Linked DNA regions of Zea mays: region 1 is linked to region 2. Evidence: chromatin contacts called from public Hi-C data. All regions are on one chromosome and are shown on one strand. The core of a region is the stretch at or near the end of the contact, and the rest is flanking DNA. Distances in the headings are between cores, read along the strand shown. Region 1 has its middle 58 kb from the start of LOC103639382. Region 2 overlaps LOC103639340 (putative ribonuclease H protein At1g65750).

What was found. A called contact is a pair of places that touch in the nucleus more often than the background predicts.
Region 1: a Hi-C map of leaf shows a contact between it and region 2, with 6 times the contacts expected there. The contact joins two enhancer-like sites. A contact is called at or near these places in 2 of 25 Hi-C or Micro-C datasets (ear and leaf).

Annotation. Positions count from the first base shown.
Region 1 is chr1:148,177,483-148,184,364 of Zm-B73-REFERENCE-NAM-5.0, forward strand. No RefSeq gene overlaps it. Among protein-coding and RNA genes, the nearest start is that of LOC103639382, 58 kb to the right of the region's middle. Within about 2 kb of position 5,514, at least 17 of the 20 cell types and tissues checked have an H3K27ac peak or open chromatin away from gene starts, as enhancers often do. A contact at or near this core is called in ear and leaf, where this site is marked.
Region 2 is chr1:147,848,954-147,855,810 of Zm-B73-REFERENCE-NAM-5.0, forward strand. LOC103639340 (putative ribonuclease H protein At1g65750) reads right to left here. Exons shown (of 12, transcript XR_559390.4): 8 at 6,679-6,725; 9 at 6,503-6,616; 10 at 6,385-6,424; 11 at 6,182-6,301; 12 at 5,714-6,043. Among protein-coding and RNA genes, the nearest start is that of LOC103639340, 33 kb to the right of the region's middle. Within about 2 kb of position 3,443, at least 19 of the 20 cell types and tissues checked have an H3K27ac peak or open chromatin away from gene starts, as enhancers often do. A contact at or near this core is called in ear and leaf, where this site is marked.

The DNA of each region.
Region 1 (6,882 bases), core at 4,264-6,763, 330 kb after region 2:
TCTCTCCGGGTTGTGACCAGTTTAGGGGTGTTTGGCACCTCCTCCCATACATGGCCTCAAAGGGTGCCATCTTTAGATTGGATTGATAATTGTTGTTATAAGCAAACTCTGCCAAGGAGAGACACTTGTCCCAGTTCTTGCCGTAATCGATTGCACAAGCCCTCAGCATGTCCTCAAGGACCTGATTTACCCTTTCCATCTGACCATCTATTTGAGGGTGGTAAGCTGAACTTCTTATTAGCTTGGTTCCTAAGGACTCTTGTAATTGTTCCCAAAATGTGGCTATGAATTGGGCTCCTCGGTCAGATACAATTGTCCGGGGTAATCCATGCAAACACACAATTCGGTCGATATACAATTCTGCGTACTTTTGTGCCATATCGGTGGTGTGCACTGGAAGAAAATGAGCCACTTTTGTTAATCGGTCCATAATGAACCAGATTGAATCATGATGTCAAGAGGTGTTGGGCAGACCCACAATGAAATCCATGCTGATGTCATCCCATTTCCATGAAGGTGTCGACAGGGGTTGCAAGGCACCAGCTAACTTTAGGTGACTTGCCTTTATCCTCTGACATGTATCACACTCCGACACATAATTGGCTATCTCTCTTTTCATCCTGGGCCACCAATACAGGGGTTTCAGATCATGGTACATCTTGGTGCTCCCTGGGTGCATGGAGAATTTGGAGAGGTGAGCCTCATCCAAAATTTTCTTCTTGAGGTCCCTATTTTTAGGAACCACCAGTCGGTCTTTGAACCATAATATCCCCTTGTTGTCTTGGCGAAAGCACTTATACTTCTCCACTTTCTGGTTAAGAATAATCTGGTCTAACAAGGTCTGGTCTAACAAGGTTGGTTCGATAGAGATGTAAGTCAAGATACCAAAAGGAATCACTTCGATCCTCATCTTACTCAACTCGTCACATAGGGTATTGATGCGAGAATCCATCACCATACAATTGCATTGTGACTTTCGACTTAGGGCATCTGCTACCACATTGGCCTTCCCAGGGTGGTAATGCACTTCCAAGGCATAGTCCTTGATCCATTCCAGCCATCTTCTCTGTCTCATGTTGAGGTCAGCCTGAGTAAAGATGTACTTGAGGCTCTTGTGATCTGTATAGATGTTGTAGCGAGCTCCCATCAAGTAATGCCTCCACATTTTTCCAACTCTAAGTCACGAGTAGGATAATTTTTCTCATGAGGTCTGAGTGCTCTTGATGCGTAGGCAATGACTCGGTTGTCTTGCATTAAAACACAACCCAGCCCAGTGCTAGAGGCATCACAATACACGTCAAACGTCTTGTTGTTAGGTTGCGCCAACACAGGTGCTATGGTCAGATGTTGCCTCAAGGTGTGAAAAGCATCTTCACATTTCTGACCCCACTTAAACTTTGCTCCCTTCTTCAATAGTTCTGTCATGGGCTTAGCAATTCGGGAGAAATCCAGAATGAATCACCGATAATACCCGGCCAACCCCAGAAAACTCTGAATCTAACGGACAATGGTGTGTGGCTTCCAATTCATCACCTCTTGCAATTTATCAACTTCTATTCTGTAACACCCCGTCCAATCCCTGGATCAGCGGTACTTACTCCTGACAGCTCTATAGGATCATATATCGTCCCCACAGACCAACACGAGTCCTTTGTGCGCACTTTGTCCTCACTCATGCGCACCCGAGAAAACTTCCCAGATGGTCACCCATCCCAAATTGCTCCAAGTCAGGCACGCTTAACTTGGAGGTTCTTTCGAGATAGGCTTCCGAAAAAGAAGATGCACCTTGTTGGTATGGATATGATCAACACGTCGATACGAGATCGTAAGTTTGAGAACCACTAAAATCGGAGTTACGGTAATAAGGATATGATTCTCTGAATCTTTATGTGATTTAATAGTGATACTATATATATTCTATGTAGTTCAATATAATTCATGTGAGACAAAACTACAAAATAGATAATTAAACTTCAACTAAGTTATAACTTGGCCAGAGGTCATCTTTTAGTCAAAGCCCAATTATGGTTGAAAAGCATTGTATTTACTCTTAATTAGAAAAGTAATTCGAAAGGGGCCTAGGCTAAACTTATCATTTAATTACATCTGAGAACATGATGAAATAATGTTGTTTAATGTGTATGCAACTGGAATGGATCAATTCAGAGTAAAATGGATAAGTTATGATTTATTTAAGTTTATGAAATTATTCTTATGCTAAAATTTGATTTTTGGTTTTAAATTTATATTTTTTATGAACACCAGACTATGGGTCCTATTCTGAAGAAGCCTAGGGACTCATGTGCTAAAAATTGGACCTATATGCATTGTTATTTGAACTGTGTGTGACGGCAGGTTTATATTCATAAAACATGGGGCTCTTTTGTAAGATTGTTGGCCAAAGGGTTATGGACCATTCTAATCCATTGGATCTCGAACCAACGACGTGTTTGGTTTGCAGGTTGGACTGCTTCCGGAGTCATCCGGACCTACATCCGAGCCTACATTATCATTTGGTTTGTATCGCGGAACGATGTCGTCTATCACTGCGTTGTTCTAATAATATACTAACACATGGGATCAGCTCACTCCGCAAGAAAGTGCAAGACCGCTCCATGCGGAGCCAGGCCACGATGGATGAGCCAAACCATCAAATCAAACACGCTGCAAATGCCTAGATTACAACTCCCACAATTCCAACAGGTACACAGTTGTATCCATAGGACCAAAAATCTACGGTTGTGATTTGGTATTTCCCAGATCTAACCCCGATTGTTCGCCTGTCGATCAACGGTTGCGATGAGCCCTGGTCAAACTAGTAGCATGCGCTAATCAGGACCCTAGATTCAACCATCCATGGCCCATAGAGGTACGCCATCACTCCTTTCCCCCATGATAACCAACAGCGGCGCAAGCACCCAGCACAGCGGAGGCCCATCGGTGACATACAATCTCATCACCGCTGCATGCCAAACACGACAAAAACTGGTGCTACACCTAAAGGATTCTATGGCAGACAACATGGTAAGGGTCTTATCTGTGGCACAACAGCGGTGATGCCCACCCACGGTGGCAAGAGATTTGGCGGGGAAGCTCTAACCTCGGTGAGCAAATCCTGATCCCCAAACGTGTGCTCCTCTATGATTCCAGATATGGTGCAGCGTGGAGACGAAGGCGAAGGTTCAGAGGGAGTCTTACCGGAGTTATACAAGCACAGAGGCCTGCACCCGCGTCGAGGGTGGATCTTCGATGGAGGAATTGGTATGACAAACAATCCTCGTTGCTCTGGTCGATCACCTCCCTCAATGGCACCACGGTTAGCCTTGCTGCCCTCAATCAAGGCACCCAGGATCCCTAGTCGGGGCTTGGTCGACACTGGCCGCCTAATTTCATGGCCGTGGCTCTAATCTCTCTCTCTTTCCTTCACGAAGCGGAGCACTTAGCGTCGGCGGTGTTTGGCTGGGAACCCATGTCACACCCGGATTTTAGGAGTCCAAAACCCGAGCGTGAAATAATCACCAAGTGTGCTAGTATCAAGTATCACACATACAATGATAAATGGTACAGAAACAAATGTCACATCTTTACTACATAATAGAAGTTTTGTACAAAATAGTTAAACAATTACATCATACGAAGACAAAGATCGAGCAACCAAAGTTGACTAGGAGACGACAGCCTAGACCTCTCACCATCTCATCGCAGCATCCTCCATGCGCCTCATCCTGTGGTACCTGTTTTTGACCTGGAGGATGTGAGTACAACAAGGGTGGGCTCACATACGTTCATCACTCAACAAGTTGTGGGGAATAATGTGCATGAACTCACCAAAGGTGGGAGTCCATGTGAAGTGTAAGACTTATCAAAGGGGATGGTTAAAGCTGAACATTGCTTTTAAAGTTGGTCAAAATTTTATTAGCAGTTACTAGGTATAAGTAGATACCAACCCAATTAAATAAGAGATCAAGATTAATAACAACACCCACAATGCAATGTAAATAACAAATTGAGTTTAATTCCATAAGTTAATCATGTGAGCGTCCGAGCCGCTCATGACCGTGAGCATGGCAAATATACCATTTTACATTCTGTAGAGGTTGCACATCTTTACCCACAAGTCATGTTACCCATTTGCCACAGAGTTGTACGGACCCCATACACATCTACCAAGGAAGCGAGGCAGGGTAGCACTACGAGGCCTTTCCAAAGTTCCACTAGTTCGAGAAAACCTGCTACGGATTTAGGAAGAAGGAAGCATAGAAATCCCTCATCTAAAAACCTTTACAGACAGTTCGACCCGAGGACCTCCCTATACTCTGTAGCGACGCCTCCCCGCTTGCCCCTAACCAGGTAAGGTAATCTCTCCCTAGCTTTCCTAATTACTTGGTCAAGGGCGTCCCATTCCACCCTTGTGGTAGCACTGTTGTCCCGGGTGATTCTCCATGTTCTAATTAACAATATGATATTATCGTGAACAATAATTAAACAACAACATAATAGGAACAAGATCATAATAAAATATTAGTTTCCCAAAACCAGGTAGAACAATAGCAAATCTACCCAATAGTTCATCTGTTTGCAAGGTGGGGGATAAACAAAGCTAGGGAAACCTATTAGGTCCCATCAAATTAACCTAAGCATGTCAGAGTGATTAACAGCGAACATTATTAGGTAAAAAGGAGTGATCAAGGGCACAACTTGCCTGAGACTCAAGATTCCTAGGTACCAACTTGCTCTTCAAGTGACTCGTAACCTCGCTGCTAATCATAGCAATACAAACAAACATGGTATAGGAAAGTTAACATCACACCAAACATAATAACATACTACATAATGATATTTTATGCATCGTAATGAGATCGTAGGTTCGAGAACCGCTAAATTCGGAGTTACGGTGAACGAGTTATGATTTTCCAAAGATTTAAATGTTGGGTACAAAAGATATTAAAGTGCATAATTTTAACTTATGTTTCATAACAAAATAAAGTTTCTAGATGATAAACAATAGTTATATGAATCTAATGCAACTGGAATGAATACAAAAGGAGTTAAAATGGAGGAGTTATGAATTTTCCTATCTTTGGTCAACTAAAATCATTTTATATATTAGTTTTCTTAATTGCCTTCTATGTTTGTACTGCGCGCACTAATGTTCTAAAGATCAGGGGCTTTTGTGAAAATGTTAGGACTGATCTGTATGATTCCTTACACTAGCATGGATGGCGGGTCGATTTCTTAATTTTGAGGGGGCCTCTTTGATAACTTTACCATAACTTATGACTGCGGAGTGCTCTGGTTCGCCCGATTGTAATCTGGCAGCCCTGATTAAATCGGCTGGATTATGAAACGGTATCACATTACAGCCACCCGATCCCGGATCTACCTCACGGATTTAATGAAGCTTGATTCCCTCTGGATCGCTCGATTCCGCATCTACAGCCCAGACATCATCAGGGTGAGATCTAGTCCGATCCATTCATAGACCGATCTATGGTTAGGATTGCACCAAGGTACAATGCCAACGCCTATCTAATCTGAGCCAAAGGATCGGGAGTCAATGGTATCCGGCTCATCCCCTTCCTCCTACGTTCAGACACGGTGGCGGTCCAGCCCCACGGTGGAGCACACACTGAATCACCGATGCCTAATCCTTTCACGCTATGGTGCCTAACGGACTACTCGATTCGGTGCTAAACAATCCTAAGGATGCCATGAATTCTGGGAGGGGCTGATTACCGCGGATTGGACAGGGAGTGCCCCTAGCCACACGAGCAGCAAAGCCGCGGCGACGATCTTCCTCCGGCGAAGAATTCCCGAGCCCAATGTCGCTTGTTCTGCACGTACGGCGAGGTCGCCACTATTTTCCTTGCGAACTGGTGGAGCTCCTCGGCTTGACCCTAAGGCCACGCCGCCACGGCAACGACGAAGACACGAGGGCAAGGGCGCGGCCTACTTCGTCGTGTCTTTCCTTGTGGCTATCACGTCTTTGCGAGGTGCATGAGAGCTCCGTTAAATATGCCCATGCAATAAACCTAATTGGTCCCAGCTGGCCGCCCGGGTTGTTACGGGGTTCAAGGAGCAACCCCCCGCGCGCGCCGGATGCGGCGGCGCCAGGTTCGACGTTTGTTATGTGAGGGACAAGAGAGGTATGACAAGCTGGGTCCACATGGCAGAGGGGACAGGCAGTGGATGCGGCTGGCTGGATGATAACGAGACCCGCAGGTCGGTGCGATGAACCAAGGGCGAGGAACTGATGGCACGAGACCACCGCCCATTGGGCCAGTCGTGCGGATGGAGGCTGACGCCCCAGGCCCTTGTGGCGGTAACTCGAAAAGGAGAAGCGCGGGTGCAGGGGGAGGGAACGGAGCGGGCCGCGCGGTGGGAGTGGGCTGCCTTAGTTGGGCCTCAGGCTAGGATTTGGGCCCAAAGTCTGGTTTCTTACTATTTTTTTTCTTTCTTTTCTCATTTCTATTTTTATTTTCCATTTCATATTTTCAAATTCGAATTTGATTCAAGTTTAAACCTCAAATTTTGAAAATGCATCATACTAGGGTTTCAACATGTTTTTGCAGAAGTATTCCATTTATTTTTACTGTATTTATTTATTTATTAATATTTTAAACTACAAAGTTAATGAAAGGAATATCCCACTTGTTTTAACACACATGAAAAATCTTCTTGTTATTATATATCTAAATCATATGTTTCTACTACTATTACATAATTTTATACTAAAGGGTAGTTTTATCTCAACCTATCTAGAGAATATCTCCAATTATTTTATCCAAAAGAAGAGTTTAACTCATAATTCTTCTATATATAATCCAATCCAAATATAATTTAATTTCTAAGTATCTTTTATTTTAGTCCTTTATTTAGAAA
Region 2 (6,857 bases), core at 2,193-4,692:
CCGCTACAATTGTGTACTTGTGGTAGTTGACTTATTCACGAAGTATGCTCACTTTATTCCCCTGACACACCCATTTACAGCTGTTGGAGTTGCTCATGCCTTTTTCCACAATATATATAAGCTCCACAGGCTACCTGCTGCTATAGTATCTGACCGTGACAGGATATTTACCAGCAACTTTTGGCGCGAACTTTTTCAGTCAGCTGGTGTTAACCTCCACATGAGCAGTGCTTATCACCCCCAATCAGATGGGAAAACTGAACGTGTCAACCAGTGCTTGGAGACTTACCTTCGCTGCTTCGTAAATGCTTGTCCGAGTAAGTGGTCCAGTTGGCTCTCAGCAACTGAGTATTGGTATAATACTAGCTATCACTCTTCTATTGGTCGATCCCCGTTCAAGGCTCTATATGGATACCCACCAAAACACTTCGATCTTCGAAACCTGGACTCTTCTTCCACTGAATTGTCTGACTTTCTCCAGGAAAAGGCGGTCATCTCCGATCTGCTTCGTCAGCACCTCAGCAGAGCTAAGAATAGAATGAAATCTCAGGCCGACAAAAAATGTTCAAAGCAGGTGTTTCAGATTGGTGATATGGTCTTCTTAAAACTACAGCCTTATGTTCAGACATCTCTCCAACCACAGGCATCTCAGAAGTTGTCATTCCGTTACTTCGGACCTTACAAGGTGCTGGCTAAAATTGGTATTGTGGCGTATACTCTAGATCTGCCGGCGTCTGCTGCGATTCACCCCACATTCCATGTCTCACAATTGAAAAGAGCTCTACCACCAATGGCTCAGGTAACACCAGAGCTCCCTGATTCTACTGTTCACTCACAATTTCCAGTGGCTATCCTACAGCGACGCGTAGTCACCCGCGGACTCCGAGCAATACCCCAAGGATTGATCAGATGGTCATTACTGTCGATGTCTCTTGCCACCTGGGAAGACTTGGAGCCCTTGAAGCAACGCTTTCCATCAGCCCCATCTTGGGGACAAGCTGGTGCTAAAGGGGGGAAGATGTCAGCCACCAAGAGCACCAAACACATCCACAGATGGGAGCCGAAGGAAATCAAAGCACTGTCGAGCAGGAGACGAGGCCCAAAAGGCTGATCAAGCCCAACTCCCGCGTGACAAGCCCACAGTGGTCCAAGTAGTAGCCCTTGTACGCAGGGACACAATTTTATATATGCAATGCTGGAAACTCTGGAAAACTCATGAATGAAGATAAGAATAAACATTACTGTCCCACTGTATCTTCTTCTCCAAGCTTATCCTCTTCCTCCGCTCCTCCGTTCTCCCTTCTCGTCCACAGCTGGAAGCTAATAGAGAGCTTATACACATGTGAAGGATACTCACAATCTTAGAAGTCGGTAAGTTGCTTAACATACACCTCTTCCTTGATAGGGCCATTGAGGAAGGCACTCTTCACGTCCATTTTATACAACTTAAACCCATGGTAAGTAGCATAGGCAAGTAATGTATGAATTGACTCAAGCCTAGCTATAGGTGCATAGGTTTCATCAAAATCCAAACCTTTGACTTGTGAATATATTTTGGCAACAAGTCGGGCTTTGTTTCTAGTCACCAGATCATGCTCATCTTGTTTGTTATAGAATACCCACTTGGTACCTACAACATTTTGGTTAGGACGTGGAACTAAATGTCATACCTCATTCCTCGTGAAGTTAACCTAACTGTGCAGCAGTGAGAACAGAATCATAAATATTGTTAGGTCAAAGAATGTGATCATGGATACAACTTGCCTTTTTGGTGCGACTTCAAGTACTTCTCCAGGTTGGACTTCAGGTTCGTCATAACCTCGCTTTTCTATCGTAACAATACATAAAAAAGACAAGAAATAAATAAAAATCGTATTACACCAAACAAGGAAACAAACTGAGTAATACTATTCCACACGCTCCTACGAGATCGTAGGTTCGAGAACCACTAAAATTGGAGTTAAACGTGATAGTTATGAATTATGTAAGTTTTCTTATTAATTTTATGTCAAAAATCATTTTCTAGATTATTTTTATAATTATCCAAGGATTCTACGCTACGGATATGATTTCTAGAAAGCACAGGGACTTATGTGCTAAAAACAGGACCTACATGTACTCATCTTTGAGCTATGTGGGACGGTGCGCTTATTTTTAAAATGTCTAGGATCACTCTAATAAAATGTCCTCGGCTGAAGGGGTACCAATCCATCACAGTCGTCCAATCAGAACCAACGGTCCTGATTATATCTCCTTAACATCGAATCGGTACGCAGCGCCAGCCACACGATCTTCGGCCCTTAATCAACACGGTGAAGCGTTATGCCCTTGCATAATCCAAGCCGTTCATCTAGCATCCTATGGCTAGCTCTCCTCTTCCACTTTCGATACCACACCACGGCGCAGGACACTGGGCTCCTCTCGAGGGGTCGCCGGCGGGATGCAATCTTGGCGCTCACGTGCCCCTCCCACCACTCTGATAGATCCTATACGACACACAGAGCTAAGACTAGCTCCAACAAGGAGCTCTAAAGGGTCATGTACCCTAAATTTAGAGGACGAGGACGTCCTCTACTCCTTCCAGCAACGTTTTCTAAATAGTCCTCTAAATTTAGAGAACGCTGCTAGATCCTCTATACGTAGAGTTTCTCTAAACGGTTCTCTATCTATTTGAATACTTTAAACAACTGGTTTAATAAAACTAAAATATGTACAATACATTTGAGAGTATGACAAATACGTATATAAAAATTAAAAAATTAAAAATATCTTTAATATAAGTATTTACATATAGAGGACGTGATTTAGAGGACGTTGTTGGAGAGAAAGTAGATATAAGATAAAATCTTTTAGAGAACTGTAAATAACGGATATAGAGGATATATATAGAAGACGTTGCTGGAGACCGTCTAAGCGAGTCATCTGGGATAGAACTCACCAGCGGTGGTGTTACTACTGTTATGGGGAAGTCGGTCCATGGTACTTGGCAGCGTGGCGACACCCAAAAAATTCGGCGAGCAATCCATGGTTCCCGCACCCCAGAGCTCCATCGAACGATTCTTCATGGCTTGGCGAACCCCCTTGGTCACTTGTCCAGATTAGCACGGCGGTGCGGATGGATTTCGACTTTGGCGGATCTCTCACCTCCCTGCTCGCCCATGGCGAAGGCTCGAGGACTCGACTTAATCGTCCCTATGGCGATGCGATGGGAGGAAGCAAGGGAGTCACAGTCGCTATATACTCAGGAACAGAACCCAGATTGCCAATCGAATCCCAAAATCGTCGCCCAGGGATCGGCGAATCGAGACGAACTGATTTCGCGTTTGTTACTGTGAGTTAGTTGCGTCCCTCAGCGTGGAAGAAGCATCAGCCCAACGGTCCCCTGCGTCGGTGGAAGCAAGGATGCAGGTGAAAGGGTGTCTGGCGGAGTAGGTCCACACGTGAGCGAAGGGAAATCATGAGTTCGCGCGGCTTATTTGCTGGTTGACATCACTCATGCGTCATGATGATGCAATCTGCGTGAAGAGAATAAATAAAAGAAAAATTGGAGGTGTGGGGGAGAGAACGTGGGCTGGTGCCTAGTTCTGCTAGTGCTCAACCCTAAACCCTAAAAACAGGAGCAAAAGGGAGATGGGCACATATACAAGTAAGGTCTTTCTCTTTTCTTTTCTTTTTCCTGATTTCATTTTTGTTTCAAATTTTCAGTCTTCTATTCAAATTCAAACTCTAGTTTGAGTTCAACTTAAATGCACAAGTAAACACCAATATGAATGCAAGTATAATTTTATTTATCATTTATTTATTGTTTTATTCATTTATGCAAATGTTTTTTTTACATACACACAATAATATTTATATCAACATCAACATAGCCTTTGAGTCCCAAGCAAGTTGGGGTAGACTAGAGTTGAAACCCAAAAGATGTCACCAAAAGGGGAAAGAGAGAGAAAGGGGAGGAAAAAGCTTTTGAGAACACTAAAAGAAAAAAGCATAATCACGGTTCGAGCACGTAGATAACTTCTTTCCAAGCACTTTTATCCAAACACTGTTGGGATATTTCATTCCTTCAAGTCCCTTTTGATTGTCTCCTTCCATGTCAAGTTTGGTCGTCATCTACCTCTCTTCACATTATTGTCCAGTCGTATGATGCCTCTATACACCGGTGCCTCTATGGGTCTCCATTGGACATGTCCAAACCAACTCAACCGGTGTTGAATAAGCTTTTCTTTAATCATCCCAACCAGTGTTAAATATTTATTTAGAAAAAATTAATTTATAAGGTGTAGTATTTATTAAAATATACTCTAACCTACACTTTCTAGTGAATGTCTTTAAATATATTATTCAATAACTTAACCTATATAAGGATATTTTTATATTTTCTATCTTCCCTTTTTAAGTCCAAAAAAAGAGAATTCAAACTTAAGTTTAATCTATTTTAGAGAGTAACCTTGAAAGGAAAAAATTCTTATTAGTAATTATTAATCATTTTGATAGAATATTAATACTCCTAAAATAGAATTTTGGGTGTTACAAATTCTAAGGCTTAAAAATAATTTTGTCCATGCATGTAGAAAGCCTTGTTTATAGTTTAGCTTTTAGTTTCTAATTAGTTCAATGAATCAAAAGTTTTTTTAGCCTTTAATACTGGTTAGTTGGTGATAGAGATGGCAATGGGTACCCGCGACCCGATACCCGATGGGTATTTACTCCATTAGGGTATGTATGTGTGCTAAATATTCTACCCGTGGATATGTTATTGGGCAAAAATCTTCACCCAATGGGTAAACGGGTATTAGGACGTTCCGCCTTCACCCATACCTGTTAACCCGTGGGTATAAAATACCCAATATAAACTTAGCCAAGCATGAACTTAGACTTTAGTCATCCATCTTTTTTACTATTTAACAACCTTTTAGGCCATAATGTCATAGAAGGCTTAACGACAATTTAATGACCATGTAATGGAACATGTAATGTGCTATGTAATACTATCCTAGTGTTACTACTTTATCTAATTATCTTTGGTGTGTTGAATAGATGGTTAAATGAGACTAGAAACTTTGTATGGTCCTGTTTGTTTCGTTGGAATTGAATTCCAATTTAATAATTATAATTTAGACAAAACTAATTAAGTTCATATATTTATATATGTAATATATTTGTATATTATCTTAAATCATATGAGAGAGATAGTTATATACTACATTTATGTTATAGCAAGGCAAGTATAAGAGTGTGCTATAAGTTGTACATCGAAAAAATAGCATGTAAATCTATAGAATCAATTTCCACCTCTCACCCTTGAATTTGAGATAGGCTTATATGATAACTTTGGAAAGTGGTGGAATTTCACATTCTAAAAAATAACCTATTTCATTAGTAAGATTCCAATTCCTCAAAATGAAAGGAAACAAACGGGACCTAATGGTATTTAGATGAATATACTTGACATTTGTATAATATAATATTTTGATATATGTTTAATTTTTGTGGGTACGGGTGACCCGATGGGTGACCCATACCCACATGGGTATGGGTATGGAGGTAAATCCATACCCACCAGTGTATATGGGTGACCCGATAGAGTTATTTTTGTGTCATGGGTATGGGTATGGGGTAGTAATCCCGATGGGTATTTACCCATTGCCATCTCTAGTTGGTGATTAGAAAAAACATGAGCATCTTTTATGTCTGCAATCTGGACAAGCGGTTGAGCGTAAGGAAAAACAATTATTGAACAAAACTATGGCCGTATAGTCCGTTCAAGCTCCAGATAGTTCTAACATCAGAATTCTATATTATTCGCGATGACGCTGTCAAGCTCTGCCCAAAGCATCCACCCGTATACATGCGAGAAGATTCTGTACCTTCCAAAGAATAATCCATCTCTCACACTGTACAGATCTAAAATGCACGAAATCTGGTGGAGATGGGCATCTGCGTATGTGGTCGTTCTTGCTTAGCTTATATCCATGGCTTCACCATCAAGTTTTAAGTTGTACTCCAGTCCACATTGGCATTTGACAGGATCCAAAATCCCCTGAATGGAGGAATTGAAGTTCACATGTTAAAATTGCTAAGAGTTGCACGAAGTATGGCCATGAGAAAAGCAAAATGAATAATTCCTAATGGTATAGTCATGATGTGGCATCCAAACTGAACAGCACGAGCAAAGTACCTTCATCCCATTAATTGTTTCATCAAGAGACTGGAAGTACTCAACTTCCCCCGATTTATCACCTTGCAGAGCTTTGTATTCCTCCTCCAATGACTTCATATCCATCTGCTGTAGTGCAGCCTGCAAGGACCAGATGACAATGCATATAGGAAGAATTTAACATGATCAATGTTTAAACATGAGCAATGAAATTACGGGAAAACCAGGAATTATGTTTTTCTCTTGCTCCAGAATCTGCTTGATCTGCAAAAGTATATTCATGTCTGTTAGTCTCACTAGGTACATATAATAATAAAGAAGCTTAGGTCCTAATTGATATACTCTGCTGATTTCTAAAAGAAGCGCTGATCTTTGTGATTTGATGTCTTGGATCTTGAGCTGAGCTGACACCAGTTGTGTGTAGAGTTTCCCGGGCTTGTTCTGAGCATCACTTTCCTGTTTGATTAAAAACTGAAAAGCATAGTTGTGGGAAGGGAGGGAGGAGAGTAAATACTAACAAACTTATCCAGGCTCCCTTCTGAGTTAAATATGACATGTTTCTCCCCTGCATGTAAACACCACATCCAAGTCCAGTCGAAATTACAAATTATTCAGTTTTGATGATTTGACTAGCTACTCATCTATGTTTTGCATAATCTTGTATCCATACATCTGAAAAGGCAAGATTATGTAGATT